2 separate regions of the Hordeum vulgare genome follow, and region 1 is linked to region 2. Evidence: chromatin contacts called from public Hi-C data. All regions are on one chromosome and are shown on one strand. The core of a region is the stretch at or near the end of the contact, and the rest is flanking DNA. Distances in the headings are between cores, read along the strand shown.

Region 1 (3,322 bases), core at 497-2,996, 210 kb before region 2:
GCATGGAGAAACAATATATGTGGTCGCACAAATAACTGTATCTGAAATTGACACTGTGTCTAAAAAGAAACAAATCACGGACTCACATCGAAACAACCCTTTTCCCTTCAAGAGAGCTTACGAGCACAGTATTGTATCTACAAAATCAGGTGCAGAGAATATAAGCACCAAGAGATTAGTACGAATAACATGTGAATAAAGGAAAATGTTCCACGCTAAGTATTCAGTTCTCACTTTGACCAATCGACATACTTCAGCTTCTCAAAGCTCACAACATTTACATGGCAAATAGCTTTCCAAATATCGTGAGCTTTCCCATCCACGAATGCTAAAACCTGCTCCATACCGACAAAGTCAACAAAAAAAGGTGTGAAGTGTTCTTAACATGGGATAAATTGGTCATCGCCAGTTACAGATTACTCTCAGCCTATGCTCATCGCAATTTGAAATATGCAACCCAGTGACAACTGGACTCTCAGTCTACAGTGTTTCATTGTCATTGCAAAGCAGCAACTCACCTCGATCTCGTATCCGAGTCCCACAAGACTCTTTGCTAAGGTAGTCAGCATCAGGGACTCTGCGTCTATGTTCATAGTTCCCACAACCTGAAACAATGCAAGAGCCAAACTCAACTCCATGGCATGCGGCTGCCACAAAAACAATTCATACGTACTACGAGACTTGACCAATAAAAAAACCAATTACCCAGGCAAACACGAGGTGCGTCTATCTATGTAAGCATGTTTGTTCCTCCGTCCAATAATCTCTGATCAGTATAGATGAAATGATAAATAATTGTAGTAACACTATCGATCGAAACTGTCCACGTTTCACTTGGGTAAACTCCAGACAGAGCTCCACTAGATATATAGATTAAAAATGAGCATTCCTCACCGGAACCGAAATTTCGGAACTGATGCGGCTAAGCTACGAGGTACTAAGCGTGATATATGTTATACATTTATTGAGTTACGCGAGAGCGAGGGGACAGGAGCACTCACGAGCGCTAGCCTGACGGGCTCGAGGCCGGGCCACCACCGACGCGCGGATCTCGCGGCCTCGAGGTGGCTCTCGGTGTCGAACGCGCGCAGCACCATGCGCGAGGCCGAGAACCGCGTCGTCCCTCCCCCGTCCGGCGGCGCCGGCGCCTCCTCCCCGTCCGCCGCCGCGTCGCCGTCGCCGTCGCCGATGGGGAGCAGCTGCCAGACGACGAGCAGGGAGGCCGTGAAGAGCGCGACGAGGAGGGCGAAGAAGAGGTGGCTCGGACGGCACGACAGCCCGGGCCGCCGTCGCCTCCGCACGGCGCCCGCGGCGGCGGCGGCGGCCGAGGTGGACCCGCCGGCGCCGGCGGCGGGGAGGTGGTGGGCGGCGTCGGAGTGGGCCCCGCGCCGCCACATTGGAGCGGCGGCGATCGGAGAGCCGCCTCGTCTCGGGGGGCAGTGGGTTGGCTGTGGCTGGGCTGGGTCAGTGGGAGCTGCGCGTTGTTGCTGCCATGCGACTCGTCGCGAGCCCACGAGTAGGGGTTTGATCGACTCGGGTTGGTTCGGGGGTTTGGATTTGGCGACGCGTTACGAGGGAGGGGGGGAGAAGGAGGAGTGAGGAGGAGGGTTGGGATCGATCAGGCGAATTGCCGAGCCGAGCAACCGCCGCGCCGCGGGGGGGGGGGGGGGGGGGGGGGGAACGAACGAACGAACGAATCTGTGGGACTTGCGTGGCCGTGAGAGCCCGAGCTGGAATACGCGCAAGGCCGCAACGCAAGCAGCAGGACGCACCACCTCCTCTGCCTCTGTGTCTAGCTGTAGCGTACAATGGAAACATCGTATGGTTCGTATTTGTTGTCATTTCTACATTTTGTTTCGTGATATAAGAGCAATTCTACCAGATCCCACAAAACCTCGCCGACGCGTAAAATCCTGGTGATTTTGCAGAGTTTTCATTTTCTTTTTATAAATTGCGGCTACCCGCATACTCCCCCTTCACCGTTATATGTACGGGAACAAAGGGTTTTTAAGGTTAGCTAACCCTATTTCATCCGCCGCAATCCACACCGCACGCATTGTTGCTAAACCTCGCAAAAGCCCGACGAGGTTGGTTGGTGAAGTCAAATCCAACAAATTTCGAGTATGGGGATTCGAACATGTAGCCTTGATGCGATGATAAGAGAAGACAAGGATTTACCTAGATACGGACTCTCTTAAAAAGATAATACCATGTGTACTACTTTGATTGTAATGATTTCAAGGTAGTACAGATTACATGTTGAATATCGCGGCATCGTTGGTTTTGCTCGTGAGAGAGGCTTAGTCAACGGGTTTGCAACATTCAAATTCGTGTGTACTTTGTAAATGTTTATGTCATCCTCTTTAATATAATCGTAGATGGAATTGAAGTGGGGCTTTACGTGTCTGGTCCTTTTGTGAAACCTGGGTTCTGTGGCTAGATCAATGACATTGGTATTGTCACAAAAGAGGGTCACTGGACCCAGTGCACTCGGCACAACTCCAAGATCCGTCATGAACTGCTAAGTCATACACCTTCCTTCGTTGATTCCGAAGCAGCTATGTACTCCGCTTCACAAGTAGAATCTGTTACCACACTTTGCTTGGAACTACATGAGCTGACGGTTTCACCATTCAAAATAAATGTGTATCCGGTTTGAGACTTAGAGTCATTCGGGTCTGTGTCAAAGCTAGCATTGACGTAACCCTTTACGACAAGCTCTTGATCACCTTCATAAACAAGAAAAATCTCCTTAGTACTCTTCGAGTACTTAAGGATATTTTTGACTGTTGTTCGGTGTTCCACTCTTGGATCACTTTGAAACTTTCTGACCATACTTATGGCAAGGCTGACATCTGATCTTGTGCACAACATTGCATACATGATAAAGCCTATCGCTGAGGCATAGGGGATGATACTCATCTTTTCTCTATCCTCTATAGTTGCTAGGCATTTGTAACGCCCAAGACAGTCCTATCCTTATTTTGGTGCAAGGGCCTCGACACGGATAGAAACGCATCTCGTCGTTTCGCAAGAATGGATATCGTCACAAGTACATGTACTAAAAAGATGAGTATAAGGAGCTGGCTTACACTCGCCACATGCTACATCAATGTCACATCAATACAACAACATGATCAATCATCATGAAGAAGAGCAGGGTCCGTCTATGGACGAAAACAAACGATAAAAGAACGACGTACATCCTTGCTATCCCAAGCTGCCACCCTGGAACCCATCCTAGATGGATGAAGAAAAAGAAGAAGAAACCCATCCTAGATCGACCGCACGCCAAGTTTCAACCCAATCCGACAATATTTTC
Region 2 (3,550 bases), core at 376-2,875:
ATAAACTGTAATCCAGGTTTTACATTGCATAATGACCTGTCTATCCTCTGTTTTTTTAAAGAGGAGGGTAGCGGTGGTAGAAATGTTATTATCTCCAATTTTATAAGGGTAATGGGTCATTAGCAATTCATAATCTGATTTTAGTTGGTATAGAGTAGATTACGAGTTTTTAATAATCTATCTATCTAGTTTTTATAATCTACATTATAGGTTGTCCTGTTTGAAAACATAATAGATTATAAAAACTAGATTATATAATCTGGATGGTTCCAAACAGGGTCTTAGACACCTATCTTGTAGAAATAAGCACCGGTGCATTACGAAACCTAACATAGAAACATAACACATACTCCCTCCGTTTCTAAATATAAGACCTTTTAAAGATTGCATTATGAACTACATACGAATGTATATAGACGTATTTTAGAGTATAGATTCATTTATTTTACTCCGTTTGTAGTCTCCTAGTGAAATGTCTTATATTTTGAAACGGAGGGAGTAGATAAGCTCAAAAAACAATAGTCATTGACAGTACAAATCAGATCATGTTACAAAAATCGTACGCACGGACATTTTAGAAGCAAAACAAACACGCACATGTATGCTAGCATGGAACCATTCAGAACCCGTGTATAGAAAACTTGAACCCAAACGCCAGAACCGATCGTTCCACCTGCATAACAAGGCCGCGCAGAGACGAAGAGATGACTCGATCGATCAGGAACAGCTCTTGTCGTCGTCGTCGACGTCGCACTGCGGCACGGTGGCGTAGTAGGGCCCTGCCGAGTAGGCGACCTCGGTGGGGCAGACCCGCGAGGGGCGGGACGGCTTCTCGCCGGTCCTGCCGCCGTTGAAGTCGGTGAGCACGGCGCAGCCCTTGTCCCCGGACCTGACGAGGCGGACGAGGCAGTGGGCCGGGTCGAGGCGGCAGCTGCCGCCGTCGTGGGCGTACGGCACGTCCACCTTGAAGACCCCCTCCTCGTCCGTCGTGTCCGTCCGGTGGATCACCGTCCGCCCCGTGTGCTCGTCCAGGCACGTCACCGCCACCACGCTGCCTGCGAAACCATCACAGCATACATACATATTCGTCGATCATGCCGTCGTGCGCACGCCAAGAGCAACGAAGGTGCAGGTCGCCGGCGAGGAGCGATGGCCAGTGCGTGCTAGAGATATAAGTAATAGAAGGTTCGGGCGGACCGTACCGGCGATGGGCTTGGCGTTGTAGGCGTAGGCGTTCCAGTTCTTGGTGCAGTCCTGGCACAGCACGGTGCCCGTCACCGTGAACTTGGACGCGCCGTAGCTGTCACCGGCGTCGGCGCACGTCGCCACGGCCACCAGCACGAGCGCGGCCAGCATCGACCCCCTCCTCCAAGCCATCGCCGACGAACGACCAAGTAGCTAGCTTGCTCGATGGAATGCAATGGATGGGCCGGTGAAATGGGGTCGACCGAGCGAGCTGTGTGTCAAGCTAGCGCGCGGCGGCTTTATCGGCCATGGTGGTCGACGTGAGCCCAACTCGTTATAGGATGACGACGACGTGCGCGCCATTTCCTGGTGTCGGTACGGCAGAGTAGAATAGCCCAGTCCGACCGACGTGGACGCTGCACGCGCTGATGTGACGCCAGCATGTGGGCCAGGTGGCCCCACATGCCAGTGGGTGATCATCACACGCATCGGCTCTCCCTTTCGCTCACTTTCCCCTCACTGTTTCCCAGCTTCTCTCAACCGAGAAGGAAGGATTACGAGAGTCAAAGCTCCGCCAGCAATGGCCGTCGCGCGCCCCGCCGAGCGAGAAGTCCGAGGCGGAAATGGAGAAGAATCTGAGCTAGAACTAGTGTCCGCAGCCTAACACCTGGCTCCGATGCTCGATCGAACGAACCCCTCCCCCGCCATGAGAGACCCGAAGCAGAAGACAGCAAGAGCCCACAAGCCGCGCCACCTCCACCTCCTCGACAGGCTCAGGACGCGCCACTTCTACAGGTGGCGGTGGATCCTCTGGCTGGCCCTCTCCGCCTACCTGTTCCTCCCGGCACTGCCCCCCTCCCGCCGCGGCCCCGGCTCCGAGCCCCGCCCCGGCGTCCGGATCTACGCCTACGACCTCCCGCCGCGCTTCAACCGGCGCTGGGCGGCCGCCGACGCGCGGTGCTCCCGCCACCTCTTCGCCGCCGAGGTGGCCGTGCACGAGGCGCTGCTGCTGCGGCAGCGGCGCGCGGGGCTGCGCCCCGAGGAGGCCGACCTCTTCCTCGTGCCCGTCTACGCCTGCTGCAACTTCTCCACGCCCACGGGGCTCCCGTCGTTGGCGCACGCGCGCGGGCTGCTCGCCGACGCCGTCGGCCTCGTCCGCGCCCAGATGCCCTTCTGGAACCTCTCCGCTGGGGCCGACCACGTCTTCGTCGCGTCGCACGACTTCGGCGCCTGCTTCCACCCCATGGTGACCGCCCGCTGCTCGATCCAGCCTCTAATCCTCAGCTGTTTCTTGCGTGCATTGTTCTTGTGCCTGATCTTGCGGCCTAATGGTTGATCAATCAGGAGGATGTGGCGATGGCCGCCGGTATCCCGGAGTTCTTGAAGGGGTCGATCCTACTGCAGACATTCGGCGTGCAGGGCCGGCACCCTTGCCAGGACGTGGAGCATGTGGTGATCCCGCCCTACGTGCCGCCTGAGCTGGCTCCTCGGGAGCTGCCGGAGCCGGAGAAGGCGCATCGGGACATATTTGCCTTCTTCCGGGGCAAGATGGAGGTCCACCCCAAGAACATCAGTGGCCACTTCTACAGCAGGTAATAAGCATCCACTTGGCGAGGAGTACATCGCCTTATAAGAAATTCATGGGCAAGAATACTCGTCATTTTGCTTCATCTTGCACAGTCCACTGGTCAAATATCCAGGACGCAAAGTTCATAAATTGCATCACCATATGTAGAATACGAAATTCATGTCACCAAGTATGATTATCAATCGATTCATCACGTTCAGGAAGGTGAGGACTGAACTTCTGCGGCTGTATGGCCGCAACCGCAAGTTCTACCTGAAGCGGAAACGGAACGACGGCTACCGGTCGGAGATGGCGCGCTCCTTGTTCTGCATCTGCCCGCTGGGGTGGGCGCCATGGAGCCCTCGTCTAGTGGAGTCGGTCCTCCTGGGCTGCATCCCCGTCGTCATCGCAGATGACATACGCCTGCCGTTCCCCGGCGTGCTACGGTGGCCCGACATCTCGCTGCAGGTGGCCGAGAGGGACGTGGCCGGCCTCGAGGCGGTGCTAGACCACGTCGCGGCGACCAACCTGACGACGATTCAGGGGAACCTGTGGGACCCCGTGAAACGGAAGGCGCTGGTTTTTAACCGGCCGATGGAGGAGGGAGACGCCACCTGGCAGGTCCTCAAGGAGCTTGAGGCGAAGCTGGAGCGGCTGCGACGGCAGGGGCGGAGGAGGTGAGGCAACCGTCTTGTGAACCTCTTCTCTGACTTGTTGCTTTGTTTATGCTGGCAATATGTGCTGTGCTCTACTTCCATCTCATCAGAAATGAATTGGTAACATATTATCTACTACTCA

The links. Hi-C and Micro-C count contacts between places; a contact is called where the count stands out from the background.
Region 1: a Hi-C map of seedling shows a contact between it and region 2, with 4 times the contacts expected there. The contact joins the promoter of LOC123437957 here to the promoter of LOC123437899 in region 2. A contact is called at or near these places in 1 of 6 Hi-C or Micro-C datasets (seedling) and 1 of 1 datasets of contacts at active chromatin or transcription factors (embryo).

What each region holds. Positions count from the first base shown.
Region 1 is chr1H:370,321,495-370,324,816 of MorexV3_pseudomolecules_assembly, reverse strand. LOC123437957 reads right to left here and starts at 1,746. Exons shown (of 15, transcript XM_045115744.1): 1 at 1,002-1,746; 2 at 519-605; 3 at 235-335; 4 at 87-137. The coding sequence starts at 1,397.
Region 2 is chr1H:370,116,119-370,119,668 of MorexV3_pseudomolecules_assembly, reverse strand. LOC123437899 (probable glucuronosyltransferase Os03g0107900) reads left to right here and starts at 1,625. Exons shown (of 4, transcript XM_045115739.1): 1 at 1,625-2,431; 2 at 2,530-2,777; 3 at 2,974-3,429. The coding sequence starts at 1,862. LOC123437941 reads right to left here and starts at 1,476. Exons shown (of 2, transcript XM_045115743.1): 1 at 1,203-1,476; 2 at 483-1,055. The coding sequence starts at 1,377. The coding sequence ends at 718.